Regions from separate parts of the Mus musculus genome. Here region 2 is linked to region 1. A link is a contact called in public Hi-C data. All regions are on one chromosome and are shown on one strand. Each heading gives the region's core, a stretch centred on a gene start, on an enhancer-like site or on the middle of the called end of the contact. The rest is flanking DNA. Distances are from core to core; before and after follow the strand shown. Region 1 overlaps Ly75 (lymphocyte antigen 75). Region 2 has its middle 8.3 kb from the start of Gm13580.

Region 1 (6,719 bases), core at 1,108-3,607:
GTGTGTGTGTGTGTGTGTGTGTGTGTATGATTATAGCAGCAATTTTCTGTATCCAAAATAGGACCTATGGCTATATAAAGTAAGATATGTCTGATTATTTTTGATGAAATATCCCAGTGTATATTATTTTTTGAAACCAAGTAATAGAGTTTTGGGAGATTTTTGTGGTTTTGTGGTTACGATAAAACAAAATATTTAAATGAAAAGTGTCCTAGAGTATCCAGCACATGTATGTGGTTTCTTTTCAGATTTCTGGCGAGGAACAGAAGTGGTGGGTGAAAACGAGTGAGAATCCAATTGATCGTTACTTTCTAGGGTATGTAACACCTTAGATACCAACTGGATCAATTTACTACAAAAGAGGCAGTCCTCATTCCCCTGTGCGAGATTACGACTCCTAAAGTTTTAAACATTAGTCCATACATTTGAGAAACCAGATTTCTCTGCATGTTTGGGATCAAAGGAGTGGCTTAAAAAAACGATAACGTTAACATTAAGTTGATAATTAAGATGATTTAGGGTAAGGAAGATGTAGAGGACGAATAATTGCACTACAAGTTCTCACCCCGCCCCCTTCCTTTCAGCTCGCGCCGCCGCCTGTGGCACCATTTCCCCATGACGTTTGGAGATGAATGTTTGCACATGTCAGCCAAGACGTGGCTTGTTGGTAAACTTCATTCTGACTCTTCCATGTTGACTGTGTAATCTGAACTTCATATTCAGTTACTGCCTAAATCTGTCTTCCTTCTGAGTGAACGTCCAGTGGCTTCTTCTTAATTTACCATTGATAATAGTAGCTCAAATTGCCAAGAGAAGCTCTTTCCAATATGGATATGTTCAGTTCTTTTACCCTCAGTTCTCTTATCTTTTATTACTTTTAGACTACGCTTAGTGCTTGTATAATTGATAAGCAGACAGACACGTTTGCAGGGGCGAGCAGACAGTAGCTCTGCATCCCCTCGTTAGACATCCCTGCCAGCTCTCTCTTCCTGTTTCACCCCGCCTTTTTCTGGCTTAACATATGGTTGCTTTATCAAATGTGTAATTTTTACAGGCAATATCATTATTATATAAACCTCTTGACATGAAAAATAGTAGAGGCAGAAATGACCAGTAAAGACCAAGCATATATTTTAACTATCAGGAATGTCTTCAGACTGTCCCTAGCACCAAAAACTGTATGATAAAGTAGGACCTTGTCTTTTTTAGCCTTTTTTTTTTTTAAATGCTCTCAATGAAAAGTTTTCATCATCACAATTCCGGCTCTCCCGTTTCAGACTTAAGTAAACGAGCGGACTGTAATGCCAAGTTGCCCTTCATCTGTGAAAGATACAATGTCTCTTCATTAGAGAAATACAGCCCAGATCCTGCAGCCAAAGTACAGTGCACTGAGAAGTGGATTCCTTTTCAAAATAAGGTGAGAAGAGAATCGTTCACTGTGCCAACCATGGTCGCTTTGGTGCTGCTTGGATAGCCTGTGGTAGAAGGGCAGCCTCTCAGACCCCTCTCTGAGAGCACTTCCCACGTGGCCTCTGCTTCCAGAAACACAAGCAACATCAAACTCATTTCTCAAGCTGTCATGCCTACCGGCCTTTGTATTCATTGTTCCCAGCACCCACGATGACTTTCGATCCACTGGCTGGTTCCTAACCCCACAGCCTGAGGAAAGTGACTCCATTTCAGGGCGCTGCTTTCTTTCCCCCTTAAAAGAGAAAAATCTAAGTAGCCTCTGTCAATCAGCTTAGGTCAGAGACCCCATAAGTGCTACAAAGTACTTAACCTTGATGTTGTCCCCATGGGAGACCGATGATGCAATAGGTCTGGTGAATGGCGAGTTCTGTGCTTGCCTCTCGGGGATGCTTGAGCCTTACTGTTGCTGTATGTGTGTATCGCAGATTCACTGGGATGCTAGGAAGAAACTGTCACCTCATGTTAGCATGTTGGTTCTCTCACTTGGAAGATGTGTAGAGGGCTGTAGTCTAGACTGGTGTGAAGACCCCACAAAGCCTTCAAGAGCAGCAAGCCCCTTGTTTCTGCCCTGCCATAGTCAACACAGGGCATCTCCCATGGGGTTCAGGGTGGTCCTTCTGGGACTGTTTCTGGAAATCACCCAGTGACTTTCCTTGTGGCTCAGCTTCCTTTAACCATCCAGCCTATAAGAAGGCTGAACAAAAATTGTAGAATGGAACACGGCTTGAGACAAACTATTCCACCCTGATCTGTGCTCCTAATCACATAGAAAGGAAGAGATAGATGGATTTGCCAGCAGAAGGGCCCGCAGTGAAGCAGGGGCCATCTTGATTTCTGGATTCGGGGAGGGGCAGCTCTATCACTGACCTACGATCTCAGCCATGTTTTGACTTGGGGGAAAAAAACCCACAGGATAATTTTTTTAATTCCTCAAAGGTGCTGTATCTATGCTGATTTGCACAGTGACATAAACTTGAATTAAAATGTCCTACCCAAAAGAAAAGATATGTGTCAGAGAATAGGAGCGATGACTAAGAAAGAGCCCAGACTTGCTCTCCGATAGAACAGGCTCGAGATAACCACTTCACCACTCAGCGGTTGCTTTGCATCTGAGTCAAGTTGCTTGACTTGACTCAGCTTTCTCGTTTGTTCTGAGAGTTAAATGAGATAAGGATATGACTGTCCGAATACAAAAGCCGCAGGGCAAGCAGGAGACACACTCGACAAGTGAGACATTTTAAAGATACGTGTAATAAATAACATGAAAACAGCTCGTCACATGTTTTTATTGAAAGTATGAATTTGAAGTCACGTCGTTCATTTGCACATCTCACAGGTAGACGGCAGCGCGCTAAAGGTGAGGTGTTGCTGCTTCGGTGGTTTTCTTGTGTCTGGGGCTGAGGCTTCCTCTGTGTCTCTGTTTACAGTGCTTCCTAAAGGTCAACTCTGGGCCCGTTACGTTTTCTCAAGCAAGCGGCATTTGTCATTCCTACGGCGGCACCCTTCCTTCCGTGCTGAGCCGGGGTGAACAAGGTACCAGAATCTCTGGGAAAGGGTGCCGTTTGTTTGTTTGTTTGTTTGTTTGTTTGTTTGTAATGGGGATAAACTAGGGCCTCCGCACAGCTTGGAAAGTGCTATATGCTGGAAACCTTGCTTTGGTATGATTTGGGAGCCAAGTTAGTTTTGAGAAGCTAAAATCATACAGCTAATCGACTTTCCGTTAGAGAAGGCAAAAGGCTATCTTGATAATCTAAATGCTTTTTTACTTTTTATGCATTTATGTGTGTGTGTGTGTGTGTGTGTGTGTGTGTGTGTGTGTGTGTTTACACACTCATATGTGACGATCAGAGAATGACATGCAAGAAGGACTCTGTCCGTCCTTTCCACCGTGTGGGTTCTGAAAACCCAGCTCAGGTCCTCAGGGCCGTCTAGCTCTCTGACCCTAACTGCTTTCCTAAAAATTTCTTTATAACAGATTTCATTATATCCTTGCTTCCTGAAATGGAAGCTAGTCTATGGATTGGTCTGCGCTGGACTGCCTACGAAAGGATAAACAGATGGACAGACAACAGAGAGCTGACCTACAGCAACTTTCACCCACTGCTGGTCGGTCGGAGGCTGAGCATACCAACGAATGTGAGTGAGTCGTATGCCAGTCATCTTACTCAGTGCTGGGAAACGATTGAATCTCCAAAAATTACTAGATACAGAGTGGTAGCCTAGGGACTGAGGCTATAGCTCAGTAGAGTACTTTCGAAGCATGCTCAGATCCCTGCGTCTGGTCTCCAGCAAACGTATAAACCAGGAAGCACGGCACAAGCCTGTAATCCTACACTTGGGAGACAGGGCCAGGAGGGTCAGCAGCTCAGGCACCCTTATCTATATCGTAGGTTTGAGACCAGTCTGGGATATAGGAAACCCTGTCTCAAAACATTTTAAATAACAATAAAGGAGTGGCCCAATGCACAGTTCCATTTATAACACATATTCAAACAGGCAGATTAAGAAAGCTAGAGTTCCCCCATTTTACAAAGTATAGAATGTTAATAGAATATAATCCAAAACTGTTCATATACATAGAAAATTGTAACCTTATTTAATATGTAAATAGATGCAAGCTCTCTAAGGAAGGAGTGTGTACTACTTATGGCGACTACCTGAGGATTGGACAATCATAGCAGTCAAGAACTTAAGTCAGTCACAAGCTGTTAAGTACTCAGACATGCCCAAATTAGGCCAATATCGAGTGTTACTAGGCTATTTCTGTATACTGCTTCCTTTTTTCTGTCTTTAAATACTGGCTAGCCACAACACTAGGTGGAGTTTTTGAATCTTAACTGGATCGGGGAATGACCCAAAATGTAAATCGTTTCTTTGTTCAAGTAAACTCTGCCAAAATTAAGCTAGAGTTAAGAGTGGTTTCCGAAGGCTGAGGAGGCTGCAAGGGAGGTTCTGATGCCGTGAAGTGCGAGGCTTCTTTTTAGAAAAGAGAAAGTCATCTAACCCTGACTGGAGTGATAGCTGTCCACTTTGCGCATACACTCAAAACTCCACACTGCACACATTAAATAGGTGAGTTGTCGCTCAATAAAGCTCTGAGAACCACAGCCTCCAGGTCGGTGGGCCTGGCTTTTACGGCAGCAGGTTCCTAGCACTTACTTCAAATGTCTTACCTGATGTGAGCCATCCACTTCGCTCTCTCAAGACAAAAAGGCAGAACAGTGATGGGTGATTTCTCTGTCAGCACACATCTTTAATCCCAGCAGTAGAGAGGCAGAGGCAGGTGGATCTCTGAGTTCAAGGCCATCCTGGTCTACAAAGTGAGTTCCAGGACAGCCAGGGCTACGGAAAGAAACCCCGTCTAAAACAAACAAAGCAAAGCAAAGCAAAACAAAACAAAACAAAACAAAAAAAATCCTACATGTGAAATGGCACAGATTTTATTTCTGGGTGATAGTCTCATTAATGGGAAATAAGGCACTAGGGAAGGAGAAGGGCACTGTATTGGAAGCAGTTATACAGACATCTTGAGATTGCCACAACAAATTAAATTCCTGGTGAGATTCTGTCCAGATATTAGAGGAAATACGACCCTTCTATCAGTCACCTAATTTGGAGATGTGGTGTACAGCATCTCCTCACTCATGCCATTCTAGCTTCCTCCTGTCCGTCTTACTCACACCTAGAAAGCTGTGGCCTGGGGACTTGTATACGGATTTTCCTTTTCCCAATAGGCATCTGTGTCGGTTACTTTTGGGTCAAGGTAACTGCATGGTCTGAACTCTTCAGGGCGGAACATCTACTGTGAGCCGTGGTTTCAGGAGGTTTCTGTCCAGGGTATTACGGAGTTTTTCCCATCAGGCTGACAGGGTAAATCGCAGGACACTGAGAGATTACGTTTCAAGCACCAAATCTACTTGTTCTGAGGAGATTATTTTTTGTTGTTGTTCCAAGGTTGACTTGACAGCCTTTCATTTGGGAATGTTTGTGTCCCTGCTCATCGGCTGGTTTTTTAAAGCTCTGTTACAACGCTTTCTTCCAGTCATGCTGCCATAACAAAACGAAGCGTGCAGCTTTCTGTCTTGTCCATGTTCGGGAATTACAACCCCACCGGCGCTAAGGACGGAACTGCGTACACAATGCTAGACTCCTCTTTAGAGATAAGGAGTCACCTCAACCGGCCTCTGGATGCCTTTGGAAGTTGACTTAGATCTTTCTGAGATCAACTTCCCACTCTAAGTCCCAGTGCTACTTTAGGGTCAATATAATAATTGGATAAAAATCATTCATTTCTAGTTTTAGTCCAGTACACATGAGTGTTTTTCGATATCCACCAGTGTCAATATCCAGTTTTCTCCAGGCGTACTGGCCCATTTAGAGGGTTTAATGTTGAAGGAAGGAACTTGTCCATTCCACTGACATTCTGAAGTCCATTATAATAAACATGCATATGGTTTTGCTTTCTAATCCCCATCATTTAGTGATTGTGCAAAACAAAATCAGATGCATGTCTTTGGTTCTTTGCACTGTCTCCAACCTCCAGTGCAGTCCTTTACGTATAGTGATCAATAGTACGTCTATATTTTCCTATTCTGTTTTCCTTAGAATTATCCAGTCTCTCATGTTGAATTCTTCATTCATTTCTCCCCCTTTTAAATATATTGAATAATGCCTATTTTCTCTATATAAGTTTTGATCATACCCCCCTTTGGATATTTCTCATTATTTTCTATAACTACTTTATTTCTATTTTCATTTAACACTTATTTAGTGATTTAATTTTTTAACCTGTCACTCCTGGTATATGTCTACTTATTTTGCATGCATGTGTACATACCCGTTTGCATGTGGGTTCATGCCCCTGTACATGTGAGGATATCAGAAGACAGCCGGTGTGAGCTGGCTTTCTCTCTCCACCACGCGGAATCCAGGTGTGGAACTCAGGTGGTCAGGCTTGGCTGCAAGCACCTTTACCTACTGAGCCATCTCGCAGCCCCTTTTCTTAGCTTCACCTGCTGAATAATACTAATAGTAGAACTACACCTCGGTGTTTTTGTTTTAATATAAAGGTTCCATAATGAGTAATGTAGACGATGAACTCCAAGGCAAATTTTCTAGTATGCACTATAATTTATTATTATAAAATGTTTATAAAGGGGCTGGAAAGATGTCTCAGTGGGTAATACAAACAGGAGGACATGAATTGGTCCCCAAGCCTACAAAAAAGACAGGTGTGTAGCACAAGCCCA
Region 2 (7,729 bases), core at 166-2,665, 77 kb before region 1:
GGGGACAAGGTGGACCTCACAGAGGAAATGGCACCAAGTTGTTACTTGGGATTAACTATCGAGAAAAACACTTCAGATCATGAAAATATCCAGAGCAGGGGTATGAAGATGGGGAAGCATTGAACACCACAAGAGATCACGCAGTGGTTTTGGACCTTACACATAGATTGAGCGCCTAGGGAGTACGTTAGGACTGGACTGTGAGTGGTCACCTGGGAGAGTTTCCTCGTTAACCCAGGGCTACTGAAGCTACCGGAAAGGGCAGGTGAGATGCCGTGTACTCTAATCAAGTTCATTCCGTAAACAGCTAGGGACAGGAGACATATGGCAGTTGTTCCGACAAGAACAAAGTACTAACGGTATGAGGAAAAGGAAGCGTTGTGAGTTACAGGGCAGGAAAAATAAACAGAACGTGGGACTATTTATTGGCCAGGGATGTAAGGGATGGAGAAGGTTGAAATTTTACATGAAGAGTGTTCCGGCAGGAAGAGAGAAATAATAGTTATCAGGATGAAACTTAACGTATCTGGGTTAATCTTGATAATTTTGCTATCAGGATCTCATCCTGGGCACGTGCACTTGATAACGGGAGATTAAAGGGAAGAGAGAGAGAAGGGGAAATGGAGAAAAAGGCCAGGAGGCCATTCATACCTGGGAAATAAGTGAATTTTCCAAAGGTGGAAGTGTAGGTGGAGGCAGGTAGGCAAGAGTAGAATGTCCAGAAAACCTTCACTCAGGAGTGAGAAAGAAAAGAAAATGTGCTGGCCACATATCTTAGGAGCATACCACAGCCCCCACCCGTAGGCAGATTTGATAGGATAGGAGTACATGTTAGAGAACAGAGATTAGAAAATGAAAGGGGGGGGGGGAAAGAAGGAGGAGGAGGAAGGCAGCTGTGAGCTCAGACAAACTCAAGGAGGCCACATGAATGGTTTGCTGAGACCATCATGGTCATGTCTGTGGTGGCTGCAGGAGGCAGGGCACATCAGGGCTGACATTACACTGTCAGTGGTCCTGAGTTCTTGTTTCATCTTCCTCTAGAAATTATTTCTGATTTCCCATGCAACAGTCTTGGTGGGTGGCACACCAGTTGGAGTCTAGTACTGTAGCAAGAAGAGGAGGGGAGTAGAAGAAAATGGGGAGGGAGGAGGAAGGGAAAGGAGGGGAGAGGAGAGGAGGGGAGGGGAGAAGAAAGGGAAGGGGGAAGGGAGGGGAGGGGAGGGGAGGGGAGGGGGAGGGGAGGGGGAGGGGAGGGAAGGGAAGGGGAGGGGAGGGAAGGGAAGTGAGAAGGGGAGACAAAGACAAGGAAGAAGGAAGAGAGAGGAGGAGAGAGAAGTCACAGCCTCCATCTGTACCCCATGGATTCTACGACCTTCCCACTACTTCTTCAAACAGAGACAGATCAGGAAGTTGGCAAATATCCACTAAGGCAAGGAGGAAGAAAGGCAGCAAAGAAATCGGTACTGCAGTCTCATAGGAGAGGAGAAAGGCGTGGTCACATGATCACTGTATCAAACACAATTTGGATGCCCAGGAGGATGTAGCAAAGGGTGGTTCACTATTGGCAGTTAACGTCATGGGCCAGCGGTCAATCCAAGGGTGAGAAAGTAAAAGCCAGCCTTCAAGAAAATAGTAGAGGCTGAGTGAGGTCTGTACTTCAACTCCCCTTCTTAAATGTGGAGGAAAGGACTAGGGGTGGTGGTTCCAGAAAGCTCCTGAAGGCCCCCAAGTCACGAGCTACTGCCAGTGTTCTTGTTTTCCCACTAGCATTGGATGGTAAGACCTTCCTGCTGAAGACACCTCACATGTAGGTCACTGAAATAAGACAAGTCAAGCTATAACTGAGCTAGGAGCTTCCTCCCTACTATGTAGCCCTCATACTGTTGGAAGCTGTTATACAGGCTGCAGGAGACACTCTGATCAACAGTCATGCTCAGCTGTGGTCTCTGCGTATCATAACATTGACTATCCAAGCAACAGGAGCACTCTGGCGCAGTAGCAACATGGCTGTTATAGGGTGCAATCACTTTCCGATTGGCTCTGAGGCCCACTCCACAGGAAGGAACTCATTTCTGCTACTGTGAAGCCCATCAAAGGCTAGGGGAGTCACATGACCTAGTATGGACTCCACTGCTATCGGTCTACTAACTGGGAGTAATGTGCTTCTCAATTTTGCCTTCTAAATATTGTTTTGTGCCCATGTAGATTAGTACCGCTGTCTTCTGTGATAAGAGAGGCTCGTTTTCTAAGTGGGCAGTGGGTGACTCATAGCTGGTCACGTGCTAAGAATTAAATTGACTGCTAAATGCTGAACCCTAAATGGGACATCTATGTCAATGCCTGAAAGGGAACATCGTAGAAGACGGGGTGGGAAGGCTACAGGAACTGGATGAAGCAACGGAGCATTGTAGAGTGGAATCTTCCTGGAATGACGTGGTTTTATGCTCTTGAACTCTCAGCATCTTTGAGTGTACACGACACGCATGAGATTGCGTGAGTGGATATTCTGTCAGGGGAGGAATGTGGAGCATGAGGCTAGCCCTCCCCGAGGATAAAAATGCAGTTAGTGTTGCTGAGAGGAAAAGGCATTTTCCTCAGTGGTAGTGTGCCCACCCACTTTGCCTGTGTCATCACTACTGCCTGTTGGGGTTCATTCTCAGAGCCTGATTCTCTGGCCTTCCGGCAAGTTTCCAAACCTATGTATACCCAGAGGCCTGCCTCCTAGTTAGCAAGCTGACAATATTACCATCACAAAGAACTGATTGGAAATGGGGAGGGACAGTGGGAATGGGGGGCGGGCAAAGACAAGAAATGGTTATGGGGGCCAAATATGATGACAACATATTTACCTGGAATGTCATATTGAAAGCCATTATTATGTTCAACTGAGCTGAAATATACATCGCTTTAGAGCATGGGGGTAGATCCAAGGGAAGACCCACAAGAAAGGTTGGCGATGACAAATGGACATTTAGCTGTATTTCAGACCAGTGTGCAGGAGTCTACAAAGGCAACTGAAAGTTCAGGGTGAAAGAGTGAAATCTGATCCTAGCCAGTGCAGGAGGAGTGTCTAATTTAAAAAGAGGGATGGCTAGAGGGATGGCTGTACAGGAGAAGGGCATGGGGACAAGAAAATCCTGGAGGGGTTCTTTGATTTAGTTTAGCTGATGCGAGATATTATCACAGGCCGATATTAGGCTGGAAGCTGCAGCGTGCACAGACATGAATAGGAAAGGTCTCATGACTTCTGTGAGTTGATGAGCCAGGGCCCATTAGATTAAATGATGGCTGATGTTCATTCAGCCTTAAATGTGTTAGCGCTTTAATATTTTAAGCTGCAAATATCAATACAAACAAGTGAGAATTTAATAAGACCAAGCAAGATGCACATTGTTATGGGAGTTTGGGGGCAGAAAACAAATGCTTGTAGCTTCAGGGCTTCAAGGACAAGGGTGAGTCCTGAAGGACAAGGAGACAAGAAGACAGTGACAGCCCCCCCCCCCCACACACACACACACACACTGGTGTTATGGTTATTTTTGTTTTGATGTTGTTTTGTTTTGTTTTGTTTGAGACAGGGTTTCTCTGTGTAACCCTGACTGTCCTGGAACTCACTCTGAAGACCAGGCTGGCCTTGAACTCAGAAATCCTCCTGCCTCTGCCTCCCAAATGGGGATTAAAGGCATGTGCCACCACTGCCGGGGCACACTGGTGTTTTGGATTGCCCTGGTGCTGTTTGTATTTTGATGCTAATTCTGCTTCCCCAAGACGGGCTGCCTGGTTCAAGGAGTAAATCCCGAACTCAGGTGACTTCATGTGAACCTTCTCCCCATTCTAACTTGTAAAATAAAGGCTAGAGCCTGTGATTGGGCAGTGGAGGAGAGGTGGAGCTAAAAAGTTTGGGGGAGAGAATAAAAGGGGGGTGGAGAACAAGGAGAGGAAGGCGAGAGGAAGACTGAAGAGGAGGAGGTGGAAGGAAAATGGAGCAGAAGCACGTGGCCTGGAGAAACCACAAGTTATGAGGGATCTCATAGCTGGGGAATAGAGTAGTGTGGTGGGAGATCTGCCCAATCTAGGCGTGCAGCTTGTATTCATATTAATTGAGCTGTGTATTCTTGCACGGGCTTATTTGGGTTGGAGATTTACCGCAACACACTGGGTGTTAGAATAGACATTTAAATGACTTGGATATGTAGCTCATTGGTAGACGGTTTGTGTAGCATTCACAAGACCCAGTGTTTAATCCTTGACATCAGGAATGGAATGGAATGGAATGGAATGGAATGGAATGGAATGGAATGGAATGGAATGGAATGGAATGGAATGGAATGGGTTTCTACTCATCCCCTTTCTTTGAGTTTTCTCCATCTATAAGACACAACTGGGGAGCCGGGCATGGTGGTGCACTCTTTTGATCCCAGCACTCGGGAGGCAGAGGCAGGCAGATTTCTGAGTTCAAGGCCAGCCTGGTCTTCAGAGTGAGTTCCAGGACAGCCAGGGCTACACAGAGAAACCCTGTCTTAAAAAAAACAAAAAACAAAAAACCCCCAAAAAACAAAGACACAAGTGTCACTCTACCATCTGAGTCTCAGAGTTGAGTTCCATGTTCATATTCCCTGCCACTTCAAGTATAGACACAGGGGTGTGGATTAGGTTTGTCAGCTAAGCATACTTTCCTGGGTCCAGCAGTGGCTGTTACTACACCACTTCTGTGGTATGATTTCTGCCTGTGTCATATCGACTACCTGCCGAGATTCATTCTCAGAGCCTGACTGTCTACCCTTCCAATCCTGCAATCCTGCAAGCCTTCAGAAACCCTTTAAATAAATTGCTTTGCATTTTAAGTTAGTTAGCTTTTCTTATGTTTGCATACAAACATCCTGACTCAGGAAGCCCACATTCCAGCTTCGAGGAAGAACTAGGCAAATATTAGCCATGGTTATGTCAGTAAAACAGAAACACAGCCCTCCCCCCTGAGCATGCTAGGTAAGAAGGGATTTGGTACAGGTGATATACCCGATTGTCACTGTCTCTGGAAAGTACAGAGGAACAAAGATCAGAGGAGCCTCTGATGGAATTTAAGAAACAAAAGAGGTGTGAACTGCAGAAACCACTGTTAGAAAGTTGTCGTTTTTGGATCCAGGAGGAAATCATATGTGGGCTCAGCCAAGCTCGTTCTAGTGTTGGTAGCTCCATCATTGGCAGCGTGGAAGTATCTGAGTCAGATCAGATCTACCCACCCACCTTCTCATCTCACACTCTCTAGACCATGGCCTGGCTCCTAGTCCACAGAGAAAGTAAGTATCGGTCATGAGGAGTTTTCCTGTCTTCCCTGCTCCTGGGGTCAGATCCACACATGCATCTGCAGCTGCCTTTCCAACTTAAAGCTTTTCTCTCTGTAGTGGAGTAGGAGGCACCCTCTTCCTGCTTGTGGCTTAACTTCCATGTTTGTTCCTAATCCTGTGTGATTTCCTTACCGTCTCTCTTGCCTAATTACTTCAAAGCATTTCCCTTTCTGCCCTCTCCACTCTCTGAGTGACAGTGTTCAATTCTTACACATTACAGAAATATTTTTTTAATGGTGATAAGGATAGTAAGGAGGACCCTTCGTTCACCCTATTCAGATGCTCTCTGTTCTCATTTTAGTAGCTACTTTAATATCTAAAATAATACTCTAGGCTTATTCTGCATCCCCAGCAGTTTCACACTGGCAGACACTGCATCTCATTCTGCATCCCCAGCAGTTTCACACTGGCAGACACTGCATCTCATTCTGCAACCCCAGCAGTTTCACACTGGCAGACACTGCATCTCATTCTGCATCCCCAGCAGTTTCACACTGGCAGACACTGCATCTCATTCTGCATCCCCAGCAGTTTCACACTGGCGGACATTGCATCTCATTCTGCAACCCCAGCAGTTTCACACTGGCAGACACTGCATCTCATTCTGCATCCCCAGCAGTTTCACACTGGCGGACATTGCATCTCATTCTGCATCCCCAGCAGTTTCACACTGGCAGACACTGCATCTCATTCTGCATCCCCAGCAGTTTCACACTGGCAGACACTGCATCTCATTCTGCATCCCCAGCAGTTTCACACTGGCAGACACTGCATCCTGCTCATCCTGTGAGATGGTCGGCCTGAGCTCAAGTTCCTCTAGAGTGACTTCCGTAGCTATGTGACCTAGAGCACTCACACTCTGCATCTAGATTGGGAGTAGTCATAGCATCTGAGGGTTGTATGAGAAGTCCTAGCACAGTGTCTGCAGGCAGTAGGTATGATCGATGTAACCGGTCATCATCTAAGCCCCAAACCTCTAACAGCTGCTGCCTTTCTTCTGGGATTAGCCTGCCCCACCAAGGCTTCCGCTGACTTCCTCGTTGATAAAGCTGACGAAGATTGTTTTTATTTTTAAAACAATAATTTATTTAATCTCCCTGAGGTGTTTCAAGCTGCCTACTCCTGCCCCTTAAACCCAGTATTCAAAGTGCGACACACAAGACGATCCACTTGGTTGTAAGAAAAACTCACAGCTCCTATTGATTGAGGAGAGATGGAGCCTTGTGTATCACTCGGAAGGAGAGACAAGGCTGAGATGGCAGAAGGGGGCTTGCGGCCAAGCTGACAATAAGCCTGAGTTCCATCCCCAGGCCCCACGCTGTGGAAGAAGAAAGCTCTGATTCCTCCAAGTTGTTCTCTGACCTCCACATGTGTGCCGTGAACACACATTAATTAGTAAATTAGTTAATTAAATTTGTTTAAAAAAAAACCAAGAAGGAAAAACAGAGCACAGGCCTATAATTCAAGTAATTAAAGTGATAGGGTCAGGAGTTCAAAACCTGTCTGAGCTATGTGGCAAGTTTGAGACCAACCAAGGCTATGTGATACTTTGTCTCAAAAAGGAAGAGAAGGCTAAGAGAGAAAACCTTCTTTTATCTTTGTTTAAGTTTACAAATTTATTTGACCTTATAAGCAGTGACAGTATGATCATTGTGACTAAGCTCTTGCATGCGCGGCCTCTGATAGCATCATTATAATAATGAAATGGAGAAATGTGCACCTTAGGAGGGGAAAATACATTTTGTCCATGTCTAAATTTTTAGTAAACTGGTTTGTTAGTAATTACTATGTGGGTTGAAAATATATGCACATAATCCATAATTTAAAATATATTTAATATATTGACCTGGTACAAAATTAGACAGGTTTAGAGATGATTAATTTAAGCCGTGCCCTTGCAAGTAATGGTCTCTTGTGATTTTCTTCCCATGCTCTGGCTTTTTCTCTGTGGCTACCTTCATGCCTCCTCTTTACTTCCTCTTTCTCTGTTAATATTCCCCCAACTTATTCATTGTTTGGAAATTTATGTGATAACTTTATTTCTTCTTCATGAATAGTGCTTCCATAGTTCTGAAAGGACTGGTGATTTTTTTTTTTAATTTTCAGATTATAACATATTTACATCATTCCCCCTTCCTTGTCCTCCCTCCAAATAATCTTACATGCCCTTCCTTGTTCTTTCAAATTAATGGCCTCTTTCTAATTGTTGTCACATGCCCAACTTGGGCTTTCTCCCATCCACCATGGCATGTCTACCATTGTCCTTGTTCAGCTCCTCTTTAGGTAGTCATGTTAGCGAGACTTTATGGATGAAGCTTCTGACATTACTAGGAGACACAATCTCACAGCCAGCTGTCCTCTGGGTCTTATAATCTTTCCTCCCA

What was found. A called contact is a pair of places that touch in the nucleus more often than the background predicts.
Region 2: a contact with region 1 is called in a Hi-C map of the G1E-ER4 cell line, with 1.8 times the contacts expected there. The contact joins two enhancer-like sites. A contact is called at or near these places in 1 of 39 promoter capture datasets (3T3-L1-derived adipocytes), 1 of 15 datasets of contacts at CTCF or cohesin (CD8 T cells), 23 of 484 Hi-C or Micro-C datasets (the C2C12 cell line, the G1E-ER4 cell line, LSK cells and 8 more), 10 of 115 datasets of contacts at active chromatin or transcription factors (embryonic stem cells and intestinal villus epithelium) and 1 of 9 other capture datasets (embryonic stem cells).

The regions. Positions count from the first base shown.
Region 1 is chr2:60,324,674-60,331,392 of GRCm38.p6, reverse strand. It overlaps Ly75 (lymphocyte antigen 75), which reads left to right. Exons shown (of 35, transcript NM_013825.4): 19 at 249-316; 20 at 585-667; 21 at 1,278-1,417; 22 at 2,898-3,003; 23 at 3,446-3,606. Among named protein-coding and RNA genes, the nearest start is that of Cd302, 44 kb to the right of the region's middle. Within about 2 kb of position 2,357, at least 8 of the 459 cell types and tissues checked have an H3K27ac peak or open chromatin away from gene starts, as enhancers often do. A contact at or near this core is called in the G1E-ER4 cell line, where this site is marked.
Region 2 is chr2:60,399,362-60,407,090 of GRCm38.p6, reverse strand. No RefSeq gene overlaps it. Among named protein-coding and RNA genes, the nearest start is that of Gm13580, 8.3 kb to the left of the region's middle. Within about 2 kb of position 1,415, at least 11 of the 459 cell types and tissues checked have an H3K27ac peak or open chromatin away from gene starts, as enhancers often do. A contact at or near this core is called in the G1E-ER4 cell line, where this site is marked.